2 separate regions of the Danio rerio genome follow, and region 2 is linked to region 1. The links are chromatin contacts, called in public Hi-C maps. All regions are on one chromosome and are shown on one strand. Each heading gives the region's core, a stretch centred on a gene start, on an enhancer-like site or on the middle of the called end of the contact. The rest is flanking DNA. Distances are from core to core; before and after follow the strand shown. Region 1 holds the start of abhd12 (abhydrolase domain containing 12, lysophospholipase). Region 2 holds the start of pla2g4f.1 (phospholipase A2, group IVF, tandem duplicate 1).

Evidence for each region. Hi-C and Micro-C count contacts between places; a contact is called where the count stands out from the background.
Region 2: a contact with region 1 is called in a Hi-C map of embryo, with 3 times the contacts expected there. The contact joins the promoter of pla2g4f.1 here to the promoter of abhd12 in region 1. A contact is called at or near these places in 5 of 18 Hi-C or Micro-C datasets (caudal fin, embryo, hematopoietic stem cells and 1 more) and 1 of 4 datasets of contacts at active chromatin or transcription factors (embryo).

Annotation. Positions count from the first base shown.
Region 1 is chr17:22,576,273-22,582,903 of GRCz12tu, reverse strand. It overlaps abhd12 (abhydrolase domain containing 12, lysophospholipase), which reads left to right and starts at 3,327. Exons shown (of 14, transcript NM_001076597.1): 1 at 3,327-3,417; 2 at 4,480-4,633. The coding sequence starts at 4,482. All of the region lies in intron 1 of LOC141378555, which reads right to left.
Region 2 is chr17:22,842,781-22,849,411 of GRCz12tu, reverse strand. pla2g4f.1 (phospholipase A2, group IVF, tandem duplicate 1) reads right to left here and starts at 2,521. Exons shown (of 20, transcript XM_021467398.3): 1 at 2,462-2,521; 2 at 2,144-2,216; 3 at 1,654-1,790; 4 at 1,325-1,456; 5 at 1,170-1,210; 6 at 1,023-1,065; 7 at 778-835. The coding sequence starts at 2,470. It also overlaps a transcript of vax1 not described here.

The DNA.
Region 1 (6,631 bases), core at 2,078-4,577:
AGTTACTGGCAGAACATCTGAATGAGTTTAGATGTAATGCCCTAAACATCTGTGCATTTGGAAACTACATTGTTGTGACCTCGCAATTGCATTGCATTTTGGGACATAAGTGCTGGAGTGGACATATGAAAATGACTCGCTCTCTCTGTCACAGTTAGAGGGCTCGAGTGTATGTCCATTTAATATGTGTATGTCTTCCCTCATTCACTTGATGAAGAGCAATGTACTTAAAATGGTGGCAGGGATTCCTCCTGAGGCAACAAAGAAAGGGAAGTTTGTGAGTGTGTGTCTAAACGTGGAGTGGAACAAAACCTAGGCTTGTCCGAATACTAAAACAGGCTACTTAAGGGCAGATGTACACAACAGGAAGTAGTGTGCCAAGTCTGAAAAGTGACAAAGCTCAGTACCCTCAACACAAATGCCCAATAGAGAGAAAAATATACTTTTAACTTATAGTAAATTCTATAGTATTTTGAACAGTACTATAGGAAAGTAGCCTACTTTATTAATCTGTTGTGGTAATTCTGTAGTTGCGGTAGTAACACGACAACTATAGTAATATAAACAAATTACACAACTTTGTAGTTTTCTACAACTAGTGTATATCTAGAATACACCATATTTTACTGTAGTAAAACTTTAATTACACTAAGGAATTAAATACAGTTTATCAGTTACTGTACTACTGTACTCTATATCATTATTCATTTACAAAAAGCTCTAAATGCTGTAATATAGAGTATAATCGTTTATACTATAGTTCAAAAACACTATAGCATTGACATTTGTGTATTTTGTAAAATTCAAAGGGACTGCTAAACAGAAAAGTAATTGCATTTTTACAATGCTTAGTTATGTTCATTAACATTTAGGTGCACTCTTCAACACTTTTTGTGAGTTAACACGTGGTCAAGTGCAAAGTAGTTTACGTGTACCAACATTGGTAGATGTTAAATGTTACATGTTTTGTCCCAAAGCAGAATATATAAAGATACAAGTTTTAAATTGTTAATTAAATAAGGCTAGAAGTAATTGCTTGTCATTTGACAATTGTTTTCTTTGACTTGAAATTAACGCAGTTGAAATCAGATTTATTAAACCCCTTTGATTTTTTTTTCTTTTTTAAATATTTCCCAAATTATGTTTAAGAGAGCAAGGAAATTTTCACAGTGTGTCTGATAATATTTTTTCTTCCGGAGAAAGTCTTGTTTTTTTTTCTTCTAGAATAAAAGTAGTTTTAATTAAAAAAAACAAAAACATTTTAGGGTCAAAATTATTAGCCCCTTTATGCTAATTATACATCATACATTAAACTGTATAGAAGTGTGTTGAAAAACATCTAGTAAAATATTATTTACTGTCATCATAGCTAAGATCGAATAAATCAATTATTAGAAATGTGTTATTAACACAATTATGTTTAGAAAAAAAAAAACATCTCTCTGTTAAACAGAAATTAGGGAAAAATATTGGCGTGGGTGGGGTGGGGGGTGGGGGGTTATATAATTTAGGGAGGTTAATAATTCTGATTGCAACTGTATATACTACCAGTCAAAAGTTTGGAAAAATAATATTTTTTTTATATTTTTAAGTAACTATCTTCTGCTCACCAAGGTTGCATCCATTAAATCGAAAGTACAATAAAAAATATTTCACTTAAGTATAACTATTTTCTATGTGAATACATTTTACAATTTCCCATCGAAGCAAAATTTTCAGCATCATTGTCCCAGCCTTCTTGTTATATGAATCATTGCAGTTTTAATTATTATATCTTTTGTTAGGATTAATAATAAAACAATAATCTTATTTTGGGGTGACGCTGTGGCGCAGTAGGTAGTGCTGTCGCCTCACAGCAAGAAGTTCGCTGGTTCAAGCCTCGGCTGGGTCAGTTGGCATTTCTGTGTGGAGTTGGCATGTTTATTCCATTTGCGTTTACGTGGGTTTCCTTTGGGCGCTCCAGTTTCCCCCACAATCCAAAGATGTGATACAGGTGAATTGGGTAGGCTCAATTGTCCATAGTGTATGAGTGTAAATGAGAGTGTATTGATGTTTCCCAGAGATGGGTTGCTGCTGGAAGGGAATCTGCAGTATAAAACATGTGCTGGATAAGCTGGTAGTTCATTCTGCTGTAGCGACCCCTGGATTAATAAAGGGACTAAGTAAGTAAGTAAGTAAAATAAATAAATGAATGTTCTTATTTTTATTATCAAAACACATTTTCCCCGCTTATCTTTTGTGGAAAACGCATTTTACTATTTATGATACATTAATTAATACAAAGTTCATAGAGAATTTGAAATCAAATATTTTATAACATTGTGAATGTTCTTACTGTCACTTTTGTCATTGTTTTAGAAGGATTTCTGGAGGATGATGCGACACTTAAAGGGACAGTTTACCCAAAAAACGAATATGTACTCACTATTTCCTCACACTCAAGTGGTTCCAAAGCGTTATGAGATTTTTTCTTCTGCTGAACACAAAAGAAGTTATTCACAAAAATATTAGAAACCTGTGACCATTGACTTGGTTGCAGGTTTACAACATTTTTCAAATTATCATTTTGTGTTCAGCAGCAGAAAGAATCTCAAAGAGGTTTTTGACAAGTGAATGATGAGTAAATGACTTTTAGTTTAAATGACTTTAAATGATTTTTTAGTTTCGGGTAAACTATCCCTTTAACACCAAGAAAATAATGGCTACTGAACATTCAACACAGCAATATTTATTATTATTATGAAATAACACTTGTATATATATATATATATATATATATATATATATATATATATATATATATATATATATATATATATATATATATATATATATATATATATAAATATATATAAATATAAATATATATATATATATATATATATATATATATATATATATATATATATATATATATATATATATATATATATATGAACATATTCATTCATTTTCTTGTCAGCTTAGTCCCTTTATTAATCTGGGGTCGCCACAGCAGAACAGCCAACTTATTCAGCACATGTTTTACACAGCGGATGTGATTTTTTAATAATTTTTTTCTACAAATTTCACATAGGATTTTATATTCCAAATGTTAATATTTCCCAATATACTGCTTGTGTTGTATTTTGATCCACACAAAGAGACTTAAAATACAAACAAAATAAAGGTTTCCAGACTATTTAAAACCATTGGGTTTTCATATAACTATTGTTTATAATCATACATTATTTGTATTTTAGGCTTAATATTAGTCACTTAAAATATAATTTTATTTTAATTCTGTTTTGCCACTGTTTAATGGCACGGTGTTCCTTCCGCTAAATAATCATTTGGTCACGTGTGAGGAAGCTTGCTGTTGCACGCGTTCTGTCAAAACAACAGATATCTACGATCAAATCCCAGCAGAATGAACAGGTTTGGTTTTAAGATTTATACAGTTACCGAATTCATAACTAGAGCTTTATGCGCGTGCTCTCCGATACTTAAATAAATGTTTATTCCTGCATATGTTGTTTGTTTGGTTCTCGCGCGATGAAGCATTAGTGGTTGTTTATATAATTGGGTTGTTTTATACACTTGTTTTTATATAATTGTTTATATTTTAGGCATTTAAAGCGAGTTTATGTAGTTCGACATGTATAAAATGCATTTTTGGTGATATTGTCGTGTGTATGATGGTTTTGCTATAGTTTAACACTTTGTTAGCTTTTTAGCACAACGGCTGTTACTTAATTGCAGCAATGCAGTCGTAATAAAGTCGCTATTATAAGTAATGTTTGTCTAAATCGTAGCAAGTCCACTTATTGTTATATAATTACAGAAAAGACTGGCTTGAATTACTGAGGAGCCAGTAAAACAGGATGGTTATGTTTGCTCTGTACGGAAGTCTGTTGGACAATCGGGATGTTGCCAGATCTTGTAGAAATAAATGTAGAATATTTGCTTTGTAACGTAATATAGCATGAAAATACAGCGCCATCTAGTGCGAGAATGCCACTAATAGTCTTGCTGCGTAAGTTTTTATGAAAAAAGTAAACAGAAGAACATGCTACAAATTTTCAGTTGATCTGGCAACCCTACACTACACGATTCAATCTGAAACAAGAGGGGGCGCAGCCGCTCCGTTTAGTTGGCTATCGGCGAAGCAGCGTGGGCTGTGATTGGCTGTTGAGGCGATGGAGTGGGCGGGGTGGCTGTATGTGATTGGCTGAGCGAAAGAACGGAGGGGGAACTGATCAGCTGGTCTCTGCAGTATCTGAGTCCAGCAAAACAATGTAGGAAGAAAAAGTGCTGAATGTCACAATCCCCGGGCGGAGAAACAGCGGATCACACACTCCGTCGCTGAACACTCTCATCCAGCACGGTTGCAAGAATTCCCACACGCCCTGCCGCCTGATTTAGCCAGCATAGGCGCAGGACTGCAGTACAAAATCCTCCAGTCTCATCCGTGTGTGTGTGTGCTGTTTCATATTTCAGTGATGCGAAAGCGAAAAGGCAGCGCAGATCATGGCAGCTCGTTCACGGCTACATTAACGGACGGCAGCTCCGATCTAAAGCAGTGCCACAAAGGGACAGACGCTGATACTGATCCTGGAGGCTCGGGGAAGGAGATGGGGAGACGGTGCAGGAGGTGAGACACACTCACAGCTGATCTTACACATCTGGCACTGATGCTCTGTGCGCTTGCAGAACTGGTTTTGGGGTGTTTGTGTTTCTGAATGCATTGCTTTAAGACTTATAGACAACCATTGAGGTAAAGTTGGTTTTACATTCGCATATGGGACATTCCTCTTGATAATACAAGTTCACAAAATAGTCTGTGCAAATTTTAAATAGTGAAATCATATTAGCAGCCAATGACTACTAAAGTACAACATTGTTTATAGTCAGTTAAATAGTGCTAATGTTGTTTTCAAGTCTGTGATTTCAGACCAAATATTCAAAGTACCATGGTAAACATATTTTGGTAAAGTTGGTTTAAATTCGCACAAATAGACTTTCTCTTTTATATTATAATTTCACAAAAATATTCCTTGCAAATCCTAAGTAGTGACATATTAGCATATAACAGCTGCCAGTGACTATCAAAGCACATTTCGTAATGTCAATTAAATAGTGCTAATGTTGTTTTTAAGTCATACTTGCATGTGATTTCAGACAGAATATTCAGAGTTCCAGGGTAAACATATTGAGGTAAAGTTGGTTTTATATTCACCCATCCAGACTTTCTCTTTAATATTATAGTTTCACAAAAACAATCCTTGCAAATTCTAAGTAGTGAAATATTTACATATATTAGCATATTAGCAGCCAATGACTATCAAAGTACAACATTATTCACTGTTAATTAAATAGTGCTAATGTTGTTTGAGGTAAAGACTTTCTCTTCTCTTCTATTCCTATTATAATTTCACAAAAATAATCCCTGCAAATTTTAAATAGTGAAATATCAGCATATATTAGCAGCCAATGACTATCAAAGTACAACATTGTTCATGGTCAGTATTCATACTTGCATATGATCTCAGACCATATATCCTCTATTCAAATGGCACCATGGTAAACAATATAGGAAGCATGTTACAAGTTGTCACTGAATAAATATGCAAATATAAAACCAACTTCAATGTTAACTTCAGTTAGACAACCAGGGGGCTCACTGTTTAAAACAATGATATTAAAACTTTAATAAGAGCTGTTACAGTTAATGCATTGATTATAAATGCTTTGATTGTAAAACAAAATTGTTATTACATTAAATAATAATTATGTTATACATATTTACTTTGTCCTCTTGCTGAAAGTCCTGGATCTATTTTCTTTATATGCAAAGCATTTCGAATGTTATCTCTAAGCGTACCGCCCTCTCTGATGGGTGTTAATATATTACATGCATTATTGCCATTCTTCTGAGATGTCTGTGGTTTTAAACTCTTTTGAGGCATGAAATCACATAGATCATTCTATGATTGAATCGCAGTCCCGTGTGACTCTCCTGAAGCTAAGTAGTGTTCAGGCTGTCCCGTCACTAAACTAGATCAGCAACTTTTGGGTGGGGTGTGAAGTGATTGTTTCATAGTATGGCAGATACTTGGAAGTTTTGTGTAAAGCTGAATAAATATTTAAGGGTGAAATGCGAGTTTTCTTGTTTTGTTGAAAGAATTATTTGGTGTAAGAATTAGTCAGTGTAAATGCTGACAAAATACACTTTTGAATTTGATGCACTGCACAAGTATATATATATATATATATATATATATTTTGGCTGTACGGTGGCTCAGTGGTCAGCACTGTCACCTCGCAGCAAGCAGGTCCTTGGTTCAAGTCCCGACTGGGCCAGTTGGCATTTCTGTATGGAGTTGGCATGTTCTCCCCATCTTTGCATGGGTTTCCTCCGGGTACTCTGGAACTAAATTGGCCATAGTGTATGAGTGCCTTTGATTGCGAGAATGTATGGGTGTTTCCCAGTATTGGGTTGTGGCAGGAAGAACATCCACTGTGTAAAACATATGCTGGAATAGTTGGCGGTTGATTCCACTGTGGCGACCCCTGATAAATAAGGGACAAAGCTGAAAGAAAAATGAATGAGTAAATTATTGAATAAATATACTGAAACTCAAACTCCCAT
Region 2 (6,631 bases), core at 1,272-3,771, 270 kb before region 1:
CCCTTTTTGGATGTTGTGCGTTTGCTTCATTAAGACTACAGCCGATTCAAATGTTATCACTCGATTAAATGGGCGTTTTCAGTGGTTATCAGCTGATAGATATGGGCCAATAGGGGCCTTCTGTGCCTACTGGTAGGCTCGGAAGGCTGTTATCATCCATCCACATGGTTAATCTGCTATAGATTACATATGGCTGTGGCCTGAAGTAAATGAGAATTATTAATATTATTTATTAAATTTCCCATTATATTTTATTAACACCTCGTCTACTCTACCCCAACCCTAAACTTAACCATCACAGTAATGTAAAAACAGATCTGGATCTGGAGTCTTCATTATTACTATAGCTGATTAACCATGTGGATGGATGTTAACAGCCTTCTAAATCTACCAGTAGGTGCAGAAGGCCCCTACTGGCCCATATCTATCAGCTGATAACCACTGATAATGCTCATTCAATCGAGTGATATCATTCGAAGCGGGTGAAGACAATTTTAAAGGTGATTTTCTTGTTTTTAGATAAACATTTTACTTACATTGTACTGTATATTGGCCAATTATAGTTCTATCCTAACGTATACATAAATGGAAAGTGTATTTATTTAGCTTTCATGTGATGGACAAATCTATTTATATATAAAACTGTTACAAATAATTGGTTTCGTGGTCCAGGGTCACGTTTTATTTTCTACTGCATCTATTTGTGAATAGTATTATTATCGAAGCTTTTACTTGAAAAATTAGGATGAAAATGTTTTGTAATGAAAACATATTTACCTTCAGAGTTCTTAAGAAGCTTGTCTATCTCCACATTCAGCTCACAAAAAGGTCCTGCCTGTTTTCATGAGAAACCAAAAGTTAATCTGATGTAGGAATCTTTTTTTTTTGTGCCAAGAGTGAACCTGAAACCTTTTGAGAAAATCTATAGTTCAGAATTTTATCATTCAGAATAATCTGAATACAATATATTCTACTGTAACTCATGATACACGTAAGAAAGCTGTCAAAGTAAAGATTCATACCACCAACACTCCATTAGATGTACATGGTCTTGGTGTCACAGAGCTGGAATACATGCACAAGCAAAAAACCTTTATCATAAGTTTTTACAAGTTTATAATTGTACATAAAAGTAAATATAAAAAAAAAATTACCAGAAGCTCATTCACCTTTTAGTCATCTCAAACTCTACCCACAGTTCATTCTTGGTCTGAGAAAGAAATGTTAATAATCACAAACCAAATATTAGGTGCTCTGTCAAGAATGCGTTTTATGTTGCACTGTCTTTTTAGATTCTCATATATAGCTCATATATAGCACTGACCTTTTCATTTATTATGAAGCATTTGGTCTCCTTTTTCCCAGGAGTGAGGTTATTGACATCAAATAGGATTGTGCCGCATTGGTCATCTCTCATGAATGGATCCTCATCATAGACCATGATCTCCAGAACGTTCTGTGCAGGAGGACATGAATAAAGAATTGCAAGAGTAACTGTAATTAATAATAACTGATCTCATAACGTAAATATGATGAAACGTAAAACGTAAAGTAAAAATGATATGCCTACATTTTAGTTCATATGACACATCCTACTAAAAAGATGACTGAATAGTGGAGGTTAAAAAAATCTTATCAATTTCAATGGTTTACCTTAATGTTGCTGAACACCCGGAAAGTGAAAGTTTCATTCCATTCGGGGTTGTTATTACTTGGGATAGTCTTGGTGCGTTTTGTGCGGGCTGATGCCGTGGGTAAGTTCAGGATGACATAGCAGTCTGATTCATTCACTAAAGAAAAATAAATTGAAAATGTTAGTGAGTCATAATGTACACTTACAAAGAGATATTTATGATGGACAGTCGAATTGTAAATGCTTAAAAATGCCTTTCAGTCTGGAAAGGATCATACTGATATTCATTCTGACACTTTGGATTAGAACTTTTATTGTGTATTATTACATATTCTATAAAAGCGTCAAACATAATCAGCAGAGCAAGTTCAAACAACAGCACACATTTTACATCAAATCTGCAAACAGGTTTGGACGTGCTTGCAGTGAGCTTGGGACTTTTGCTAAAAAGTACGGTCTGTAATCTGTAAGATTATATTTGGTTGCTGTTAAGAATGTGAATTGTCTCACAGTAGTCGTAGGACTGATGGATCTTTGCGCGCAAAACTTTGACAGACAGATTCCAGTATGGCTTGGCTTCTTTCTATTAAAAGAAAAACAAACAGAAACAGAAACTGAGGCGGTTGAGAAATATCACCATCTGATTTACAAAAATTCCCAAATAACACATGATCTATATGATCACAAGATTTGCACTCTCAACTGATGTAAGCAATCATTACAGCTAGAGGAAAAAAGGGAACTATTTTATGTCTCACAAAATGTTACATTACAAGCATGTCAACTGCAGGTGCTTAAAATAAATCCAAAAGGGAAAGACAATCTAACCTTAAGCATTGTTGGAGCTTTGTGTGGAGATCTGGATACAGCTGTCCTTGAAACGCAAGTGAGAGTGCCTGAGTATGGAAAAGGCGGTACATGCATAGCTTGAAAAGCTAGTTTTCTTAAAAAGTCACCTACATGAAGTTAACCTTTTCATTCACATACTAATGCCAAGCTTTCATAACAATGCAAATATCATTTGACATATTCGAACAAGTCATAACTAGACTACAAGAAAAAGCAAATGCATATAAATCTATATGAAGTAATCAAACAGGAAGTCACATTTTCACCTTGACTGGGAATTCAAAACAAAATTCCTCTTTAATGACCCAGTATTTTATTTATACAAAAACATTGATAAAGTGTAATACTGTAAAAATGAATATTTCCTATGGAAATATTAAAGAGCTTGTAACATTTTATGTATACCTTTCTGCTTTTAAGCGCAACACAAGGTATCAGAAGACTGTGGTAAACCTGCAGTCATTAGGTTTAACATCCATAGTAAGAACAAAAATAAATAAATTCTATGGAAGGCATTGGCTGTTGCTTTCTGACATTCCTCAGTATATCTTTGTGTTCAACAGAAAAAGAAAAACTAGTTTAGAACAAGTAGAGGCTAAATAAATGATGACAGATGTTGTATTTTGGGTGAACTATGCTGTCATTTCTTCACAATGATTCACCCAGATCCAGTAATATGTGTGTGTGTGTGTGTGTGTGTGTGTGTGTGTGTGTGTGTGTGTGTATATATACATACAGTTGAAGTCAGAATTATTAGCCCCCCTGAAATATTAGAACCCCTGTTTATTTTTTTTCCCCAATTAAAAAAAATAATAACTGCTTTTATTCTATCCAAAGTAAAACAAATAAGGCTTTCTCCAGAAGAATGAAATTCAAATGGATACTCACCCAAGTCAACGAACGCAAAGTTGCTTTAGAAAGATTACTTCTGTCTGGCTGAGAATAAGTAGCTTCACCACTGTTCCTCTTTCAAACCTTTATCACAAGATAAGAGATTATGGCTAGCGACTCATTCATCTGACTCATTAAAATCACCCTATTTTCTTGAAGGCATATTTGTGACATGTGTTAATGTTGCCAGTATTGTCATTGTTGATTGTTCATGTCATGTGTCAGTACAAGAGTTCTGCTTTGCTACAGCATGTCTACTCCACCTCAATTCTGAACATTTACAAAAAAACTCACCTTACTTGCTCCTCTCACAAATATCACCTGTAAGATAGCTTGTGTACAAAGACAACAGTAAGCATACAGTCAAATTAGACACTCAAATAACTAAGTATCCTCTTGGAATGTCTTTAAATAATTAACATTAATTGTCAAGTGTTGAACTTTTAATTGTTTTATAATTATTATAAATGCTGCATTTATTCCTCCGCATTAACTATTGTTGTTTCTTCTAGAATGTCAGGTAACTTGTAAGATCTGACTATTTTGCTGTTACGAAAAATAAACAAGATTTTGTCCCCCCTATAGTAAGCATATAGTAACATGGTTTATTGGCTCCATTCAGTTTTACTACAAATTACATGGTTACCCTATGGTTAATGTAGTAAAAACAGTTTGGCTGCTATGGTATACACTTACTAAAATTATTCTTTGGATTTACTAACTGGCAGCAAACAATTGAAATGGGCTGAATTTAAACAAATACATTTCATCAAAAAAAAATTAAGTTCATAAAAAATTACTACATTTAATTAGTTTTTTTTTGCAACTAGTTATCTTAAAGAAATGTTTTAATCCTATGAATATTTTTTCAGCGTCAAAAACTTATATTAATTTTTGTTGTGGTAAAACAGTGTGGATACCTCAGGCTCACAGACTTACATTGTTTTTATAAAGAGGTCAATGATATTTTCTAATTCTCAACAATTTTTTGATTATTGTTTTTTTTTTTTTTTTTTTACCAGGATTTAACTATCTGAGGACTGATAAAAATGTCACCGCTCCATTGAATGGGCGTTATCAGTGTTTATCAGCTGATCGATATGAGCCTGTAGAGGCCTTCTGAGCCTACTGGTAGGCTCAGAAGACTGTAATCATGCATCCACATGGCTAATCACCTATAGATCACATGTGACTGCGTCCAGAACTTAAAGAAAGTTATTTTTATTATTTATTAATTTTCGCATTAATTGTAATGTGTATTAACATCTACCCCTTCCCCAACCCTAAACCCAACCGTCACAGTAATGCAAAACAGATCTGGATCTGGAGTCTTCTCTATTAGTATAGCTGACTAACCACACTCAAAAAACATTTTTTACTTGTTTAAACTAAAATTAGCTGAAACAACACAATTCTTGACATTTCATTGGGACCATGTTTTTTTAATTTATTATTATTTTTTGTATATAGGCTAAATTTGTTAAAATTGTTACGTTAACTTAATCAATTTGTGTTGGGACAACATAAATGAATTGTGTGGATCCCTGCATTTTTTACAGTGCATGTGGATGGATGTTAACAGCCTTCTGAGCCTACCAGTGCAAAAGGGCCCCTACTGGCCCATATCTATCAGAGCCATTGATAACGGCCCGTTAAATAGATTGATAACATTCTATAACATTAACTTACTATTTTTTTATGTTTTCTAACCATTTAAACAGCTAAAATGTCAAACATGGAAATATTTTGCCTCATATTGTCAAAAGCAATATTTTTTGGATATCAGTGTGATTTGTGAACATCACAATATTTTTTAACATGTTAATATTTTTACAAACAATGCCCTTTAAAATAGCTTACTTAATTTTCAAAAACATAAAGTAAAATTTATCGGAGGTCAAAAGTTATCCTCTAGTAACTAGCAAGTGATGTCGTCACATCACCAGAAGATGGCGTCAGTCGCTAAACTGTAGGAGGCTGAAGAAGCGCCAAAGGCAAGCACTTTGGAAACTGTGGATAACGAGATTAAGGTCGGTTTGCTCTCCAGAATTGTATAAAACATAAACAATTTATCCTCGCTCATTCTAATTTGTATTACAGGCACCTTCAGACCTATTTCGAAGGTGGCTTGGCTATTAATTGAAATCTCAACGCTAGTATGTGTTCCCAGCTTCACGGAAGTTAAGTTACTTTCAAAAAAGAAAACACTGAGGTAGTAGCAATGTACAAATTAGACTTTGTATTTGGCTGCAACTGTTTGAATCAGTCTTGCAGAGCCTCGCATATGTCTACCGATGACCATAACGTTACCTGCACCTGCAAATCTTCAGTGTAAGTTATTATATTCAGCCAGTGCGTCGCATTAATTTACGTTACTCTCAAACTCGTGTACGGAAACAGATTGAGGTTTTTAGGAGGATGCTCCTATAAGAAGAGCTTTACAGATGAAATCCTGAAACCAAGCTAAAGTGGGACACCAGAAGGGGGAGGGAGATCTTTATCCTAAAAAGCCTAAACGCTGCATGTTTTATAACTGCAGATTGTCCTACTGGGAACTTATTCATACATTTTTCCTTTAAAGAAGTAGTTGGTTAAAAGAGCATGCATTTAACAGTGCAAGCATATTAGTTGGTTTTCTTTGTGTGAAGTGAAAAGAAAATAAGAGAACAGAAAATCATTAAATGTTCACAAATATTTACAGGTTCTTTGTTTAGATTATTGAATTTGAATCATTTTTCCCCTGTAAACATCAAAGCTTTAGTGTGCCTTTTGAATGCTTTAAAAACGTAATGACTGCACTTTTTTAATTTTACAAGACCACGTTTGCTTTTGTTCAAGCTTTTATTGAGCATAAAAGAAAACTGAAACATGCACAAATTCCTCATCTCTCTGCAGCCTGACTCATTTAATTGAAATTGGAGTGATTGTCAGCGATTTCGTCTCAAAGATGAGAGCCGTGGCTACAAACACCCCTCCTGCTCCACCTATTATGGCTCTGAAACTCCATATTAGACCCTCACAAAATGTTCTATACATGATGAGAAAGCTCAGCCTGAGAGACACAGACTCCAGGTCAGGGTGACACACTTACACAAAGCTGTGTTTTATTTTTATGCTGGTATTATAGGATCTATTATGATTTGAAGGTGGTCCTAACACTGCTAGAACAGGAGAGAAGAGACTGAGATATTGATTCATATATCTGAATGAGAGGCTTTTGGTCACAGCATGGAAGAGAAAAGAGGAAACATTGACCAT